Regions from separate parts of the Zea mays genome. Here region 2 is linked to region 1. A link is a contact called in public Hi-C data. All regions are on one chromosome and are shown on one strand. The core of a region is the stretch at or near the end of the contact, and the rest is flanking DNA. Distances in the headings are between cores, read along the strand shown. Region 1 holds the start of LOC100276878. Region 2 holds the start of LOC100191442.

Region 1 (3,426 bases), core at 659-3,158:
ATGGTACGAATGCCCTTGTACTGTGCAAATAAGAAATAAAAATTAAATTAATATTTAATGGTAATTATCCCCGTATACACTGTGCAAATAAGAAATAAAAATTAAATTAATATTTAATGGTAATTATCTCCGTATACAGTAGATATAAGAAATAAAAATAATATTAATATTGTATGGTAGTTGAGTTAGTTGATGAAGAAAGTATATAATATTGTTGTGGTGGGGTATAGAGGATTGATATAGGGGGAACCGTTGTAGAGTGTGGAGAAATAGGGGGAGAGATAACGCTGACGTGGCACGTGAGTGAGATATAGGGGGATAAATTTAGGGGGAACCGTTGAAGTCAGTCTGAAGCCGCACGGCGTCGATGCGTCAGCCCGTCAGTACTTGTTTGGGGCCAGCATTATGCGTCGTCATGATTGATCACTAGTGTTAGGCATCAAGGCTCCAAGGCTGTCATAAGCTAGAATCAGATTCCCGTTCCCATGGCTAGGAGTTGAGTTTGTTCAGCTCAGTGTGGACGATGATCACATTTGCAGCTTGTCTTGTCACTTCACTCTCTGAATGAAGAGAAAAAAAAACAAATGGCTAACTATGATCTTTTAGACATAGTTTTAGGCCTAGTTTAGGAACTACAATTTATCAAGGGAATTTCATTAAGGAAATTATTTTATATTCCCTTGGAAAAATAAAAATCACATGAAAAAAATGGAGTTCCTAAACTAGGACTTAGAAGTGAAATCTGCCTGGCTTCTTCTAATCTAATGCTAATAATGAACAATTTCACACCGGAGAACCAATGAATCGCACAACAAACACGGATCTCAATCCAAAACGAAACTGCCGCATTCAGAAAACCAACGCACACAACCACGAGGAAAAAACACAAAGAAATTATTCACAGTTCGTCACAAGCCGTCAATGCACGACGCCCACCTGCGCGGCGGCGGCGGCGACGTCGATGCTCCTCTGTCCCGGCAGCGCGAGCATGGCGGTGTGGTCGAGGAAGTCCTTGAGGCGGGCGACGGCCTCGACGACGGCGCGGAGCTCGTCGGCGCGCGCGAACCCGCGCGCGCCGGCGGCGCGGACGGCGTACACGTAGAAGGTGAGGCAGCCCTTGCGGAACTTGAAGCGCGCCATCTCGGGCGCCCCCGGCGCGGCGCGGAGGAGGCGGCGCCCGACGTCGCCGAGCGGGACCACGCCCGGCCACGCGGCGTCCGCCGCGGCCTTCATGGCGGCGGACTCGAACACGAACACGGCGGCCTTGGAGTTCCTGGTGCCCAGGCCCAGGGTCAGGGTGTGCCACGCGTGGTGCGCCAGGATGGCGAAGCTGGTCGGGATGTAGGCCGTCGTCGTGGGCGCGAACGACAGCGGGTCCGCCGCGGCGGGGGCGGCGGCGGGGGAGGGGGAGGCGCGGAGGAGGTGCGGGAGCTCCAGCGGCGATGCGCGGCGCACGGTGAGCGCCCGCGTCACGAGCTGCGCGCCGAAGCGGAGGCCCTTGACGTCCGCGCACGGCGTGAAGTGCGCGTCCAGGGTTCCCGGCGCCGGCGCGGGCGCGGCCTTGGACTTGTTCGACGCCGCCCCGTCGTGGCTGCTCTTGGACTTGGACTTGGACCTGCTCTTTGACGCCTTGGGCTCCGCCATTGCCGACAGTGGCTGGTCCTCTGGTCGCCGACTGTGCTATTCTATTCGTGCTCTGCTGCGGAGGGGCAGAGGGAGAGGTTTGCTCGGAGAGTAGGAGCTTGAAGGCGTCAAGAAGAGACGAAGAGGGAACAGGGTAGCTGGAACAAGGTGGGGGTTGGTCAGAGCAGTTAAGGGGGAGAGAGAGGGCGCGCGCGGAAGGTTCCTCACTTCGTCTCCACATTTTTACCAGATCGGTCGTATAAAACACTGTACACCCGAGTATTGTTTACTGAGTAAAATATAAAATAAGATAGGATGGCTTCTGGAGACCTTATTATATGAACATAGTTTTTTCCTTCAAAGAATATTAGACATATCAATTCTTAAGAAAACTAAACCTTTTCAAATTTAAGGCCGACTCCAGCAAGGATCTGTAAAGCGTTCTCTACGTTAAATTTAGCAGATGCAACCGTGTGCAATGCCTCCAACAAGGATCGCTAAAGGAGACTGTAAAATTTAGAGCTCGCCAAGAATTATCTAAACGTAGCGGACGAAGAAGCGTCCTCTATAGCTGACATCTGCATCAATGTCAGTGTACTTGTGTCCTTCTTATACTAAAAAACGATTACAACTGTACTAAATGTGATGGGTACATGCTACCAGACATGTACGATCACCACTATACATAACATGATGTCTTATGAAATTATTTTTTTATAGGTGAAACACAATGCAAAATTCGAAGTTTGATAATACTGTAGATATAGAGGACTAAATATAGAGGACGTTGCTGGAGATGAAGAAAATATAGAGGATAAAATCTTTTAGAGTGTTCTGTAAAGGACAGAGAATATTCCTTTAGGGATGGAATTTAGGGGACGCTGCTGAAGACAGCCTAAGGCTGGCTCTAGCAAGGACCGCTAAAGGCTCCTCTACCCTAAATTTAGAGGATTAAACGGTGTTCTACGCTATTCAGCAACGTCCTCTAAATTTAGAAAATGTTGTTGTATTCTCTATATATAGAGTTCCTCTAAACAGTCATTCATCCATTTAAATACTTTAAATAACCGGTTTAGCAAAACTAAAATATGTACAACATATTTAAGAGTACGACAAATACATATGTACAAAAAATAAAAAAATATCTCTAATATAGATATTTGCGTATAGAGGACGTGATTTAGAGGACGTTGTTGGAGAGGAAGGATATATACTGCATGATTGGTTACCTGGACGCGCGCATCCGGACTCTCCCTATGCGGTGACGGGCACTGTTTGGTTACCTGCTTACGCGAAGGCCAGGGCTGCATCCGCCCGTGCAGTATAGGTCAAAATACTGCATGCGTGGGTACGCAGTATGGATACCGGTTCCAGTGGACCAAGCTCAAATGAGCGAGGATACGCTTGACCACGCAACCAATTAGAGCCATAGAGAATGAAATCTTTTAGATATAAAATATTGATATATAGGACGTTATTAGAGACACCCTAACCAATCATATAACTTTTTTTTCTTTTCTTTTTCTTCCTCCTCTGTTCCTGTCGCAGAGGATCACTGTACTGTACTGTACTGTACTGTGGCAGATTCCCAGTGCCCAGCAATCTGATGCCTGTAGGAGTAGCCTCACACAGCCCACATGACCCGGCTTCATCAATCAGAATTCAGAACGACTCGCCGTATCACATCCTGGTTTCTGCAGCTGCAGGCTGTAACTAGACATACATACCGTACCTGCACCGCGCCCAGATCTGGGGCGTGCAGATTTGGACAAAAAAAACGAGGGTAATCGAGCAAGCAGAGCA
Region 2 (3,426 bases), core at 664-3,163, 230 kb before region 1:
TTTTCTTTGCTGCTATCCGTACATGATTGTGATTTCAAATGGCTATCGTTTGCTGGTGATAATATCTGATGGATGGGAGAAGGATGAGATCATTCAGATAAGTACCTAACTTGCAATTCCCTATTTCCCTATTTTTGTATCATTTATATTGTTGATATGGTCTGTTGTCCACTTGTAGGAACATCACTTTTGTATCAACTAAGTAGGAATATCACTTTTGTATCAACCAAGGTATGTCTATTGGTCCTTCTCTCTTTATATATATAATTTATTCAGCTATACATGTTGAATGCAAATTTGGCAAAAACGCCTACAAAACACCTAGGCGTGCTTAGGCTCTAGGCGGTGGGTCATCGCCTAGAAACTGCCTAACGCTTTTTCTAACCTCGATGATTACTCTTCTGATCGGTGATCTTACTGCTAGCCTCAATCATATGATCTGATAACATTGATAGTAAGATGGAATAAATGGTTCAAAGTCTTTGCAGGGCGAAGAATTAATTGAAACCATCAAATTTTTTAAATCCTAAAAGATCCTAGATTGGACTAAACAAAAAATTCAGGAGTATGACTACTATTCACTAAGACCCTAAAACTATATACTTAAAAATAGGATATGGTAATATGATCAGTAACCAGTCCCAGAATTCCCAATTTAACAAGAGCCTAGTGTTTTCCACTTGGGTAACTACATTCATTGGTGAAAGGAACTAGTAATGACAGATGAATCATAGAATGAAGGATTTAAGATAACATCTCTAGATTTCAGCAAGCTAACTACCAACCAAAATTTACCAGAACAACAGGAGGAATCAGTCCACGTGTGTATCTCATATAAACAAGAAAGTAAGACCTACACCTACCCTGGAATTCTTTGACATGTTCACCTCGAGCTAGCAAAGGTCAAAACATTTGAAGACGACAAGTTTGTCACTTAATCTCAGATTCTTAATGAATTGACCAAACCAAACAATACGAATTGCTGACAAATAAAAGATCAAAAATTTGACCATAAGACCAAGCTGATAATAGGAAAACTGTGTGCTAAGCCTAGCAAACTAGGCCACAGAAGCAGGGAATGATCAAATCGCTGAACGAAATCATCCTCAATTAATTAAAACGATGAGTGATCCCCAGAATGCAATTAAAAGAGACAAAATGCCAATCTGAATAATCAAAACACCAGCTCAATCCAAGAGCAGGAACAACTTCAATACCGAAACGGAACGCAGCTAAAGCTAACCTCAACAATACATATTTTCTCATTGAAATAACATCCACAGCAAAGTATTCGCGATGCAAGACAAGGTAGCTGCTACGGTAACACGGAATAGGAAGGACAGGAAGGTCAGAATCAGGATTTTGATTCACATATTTAGATCTGCATACACTTGACAAAAAGCGAGTAAAGCTTAAGCGTGCAGTTTTAATGTTAAAAAAAGAGATAACACTAAAAGCTAAAAGTTAATATTTACTCGCACGGGCAGCCAAGCGTCAGGAGTACCGAGTAGGCGAGTACAGCACAGATGAGGGACTAGAAAAGGCGAGAGCGGTACCAGGAATATCCTGCTGCCGTCGCGGCCGAGCTGGAGCAGGTCGAGTGCCTCCTCCAGCGCGTCGGCGAGAGGCGCCAGCGCCCGCTCCTGCTCCTCCTGCTCCGCGGACCCCCGGCGTGCCTCCCGCAGCTCCTCGGCGAAGGGGCCGAGGAGCCGGATCCGCCGCGACAGAGCCAGCAGCTGGCGCCTGTACGCGTTCCGGAACTCCCAGCCACCGGATCCCACCGCCCCCACGGCAGCATCCACCCTCTCCGCGGCCCCGCGGCCGCGGTCCCCGGCCATGGCGAGGGGAGCCAGCGGCGTGAAGTCGTGAACCGGACCGCTTCCCGCGCGGTCGGCTAGTGACTAGTCAGAGGGAAAGGGAATAGCGGTACGGCGTCGTGTTGGGTGGGGCCCGCGTTCGTGCCCGCACCTCCACGGCAGCTGATTTTCGCGTCCGTCCTGTCCGGGTCGCCGCCTCGTGCCGTATCGTATGGGTGCGGTGCGGTGTGGTGCGGGTGCGGGTGCACCGGCCGGCGGCCAACCGAAGCGACCGGCGACCACTGAGCGCGACCGGCGACCACTGTCAATTGTCATCACGGTGAAATCAGCTATGCAAAGGTGAAAATTGTGTGCAGGGTTTGATTGCGGACAATGGCGGAAGCAGGACAAAAATCATTGTGTCCAAAAAGAAAACGTGATAAAATAAAACAAGACCGGAAAAAACTAGTAAACTAGTGTTGTATAGAATTTATGTTTTATATCAATAGACGATATAAGTTTAAATAAGAGAAACTATATGAATGAAAGAAGCAAATATATTGTTAAGTTCTTGGTAATCAAATTGAAGTCATATGTAACTTATCGAATGTCGATCTCCTCGAAGGACAGGGACGCTGAGAGGGGGCGGGGTCAAGCGGTCTCTCCGGTAGAGAGCCAGGACTCGTTGACTCACTAAACTTGTCGGTCGTCGCGGACGGTTCGCATTGTCACGTCGAATGAGAATAGGCCCATCGCGACGACAACAAACGAGGCAAGGCTTCGGGAAGGGGACGGGCGGCGTCGCGTGTCGGAGAGGGGTAGCAGGGAGCAGCGCTAGGAAAAGAGCATTAGGGCGAACTGGCTCCGATGACTTCGAGAAGAATGAGGCGGGCCTAGGACGAGGTTGGTTTGGTCGACCCAAAACTTTAAAACTTTATTTATTCCCCTATATTTAAGAGTAAATGAACATTAGGAATAAGAGGTTTTAAAAAATCGATGGTGGTATGGTCTACTTTGTCCCCCTGTGCATACGTCCCCTAATTGCAGATGATCATTTTGTTCTACTGACATCATAAGAGTTAGATCAAATTTGTGTTAGATCAAATTTTAATTAAATTATTAAAGTTTGCAGGGTGACATAAGACTTAGACAAAGCATGTGTGTGCGAGTGATTGGAAGGCATTGTTAGGTAAAAAATTTCAACCGGGTGTAACCTTTACAAAAACATAATCATAACCTGAAGACACTGGCTTCGATCATCCACTATATTGTCCAAGTCTTCTAAGTGTGTAAGGAGAAGCATTCCCAATACGGTGACATGGTGACAAATGCAAACTCATGTCAATCTTTTGTTTTCACTTATCTAGAATCAAATTTTAGCACAATATTACTTTGATCAATATAGTACATGACTCAAAGCATGAGACATAGCAACTTAGCATACTAGTGGAAGCAAAAAGGGTTTCAACACATCCTACACATGCTAGTTGACAATCTCAACAGTGAACAATATTACATATTTAGTAAAGTATTAGAAACATTCTTAATTTGGAAAAATAGTTCAACAAGATTGTATCATTATGAACAAAATGAGCCTAATCTAGCCAAAGCATCATCACGTACACATTGA

The links. Hi-C and Micro-C count contacts between places; a contact is called where the count stands out from the background.
Region 2: a contact with region 1 is called in a Hi-C map of root tip, with 4 times the contacts expected there. The contact joins the promoter of LOC100191442 here to the promoter of LOC100276878 in region 1. A contact is called at or near these places in 8 of 25 Hi-C or Micro-C datasets (bundle sheath, ear, leaf and 3 more).

Annotation. Positions count from the first base shown.
Region 1 is chr3:127,383,468-127,386,893 of Zm-B73-REFERENCE-NAM-5.0, reverse strand. LOC100276878 reads right to left here and starts at 1,908. Exons shown (of 1, transcript NM_001320293.1): 1 at 804-1,908. The coding sequence starts at 1,644. The coding sequence ends at 919.
Region 2 is chr3:127,617,485-127,620,910 of Zm-B73-REFERENCE-NAM-5.0, reverse strand. It overlaps LOC100191442, which reads right to left and starts at 1,913. Exons shown (of 4, transcript NM_001349642.1): 1 at 1,557-1,913. The coding sequence starts at 1,838.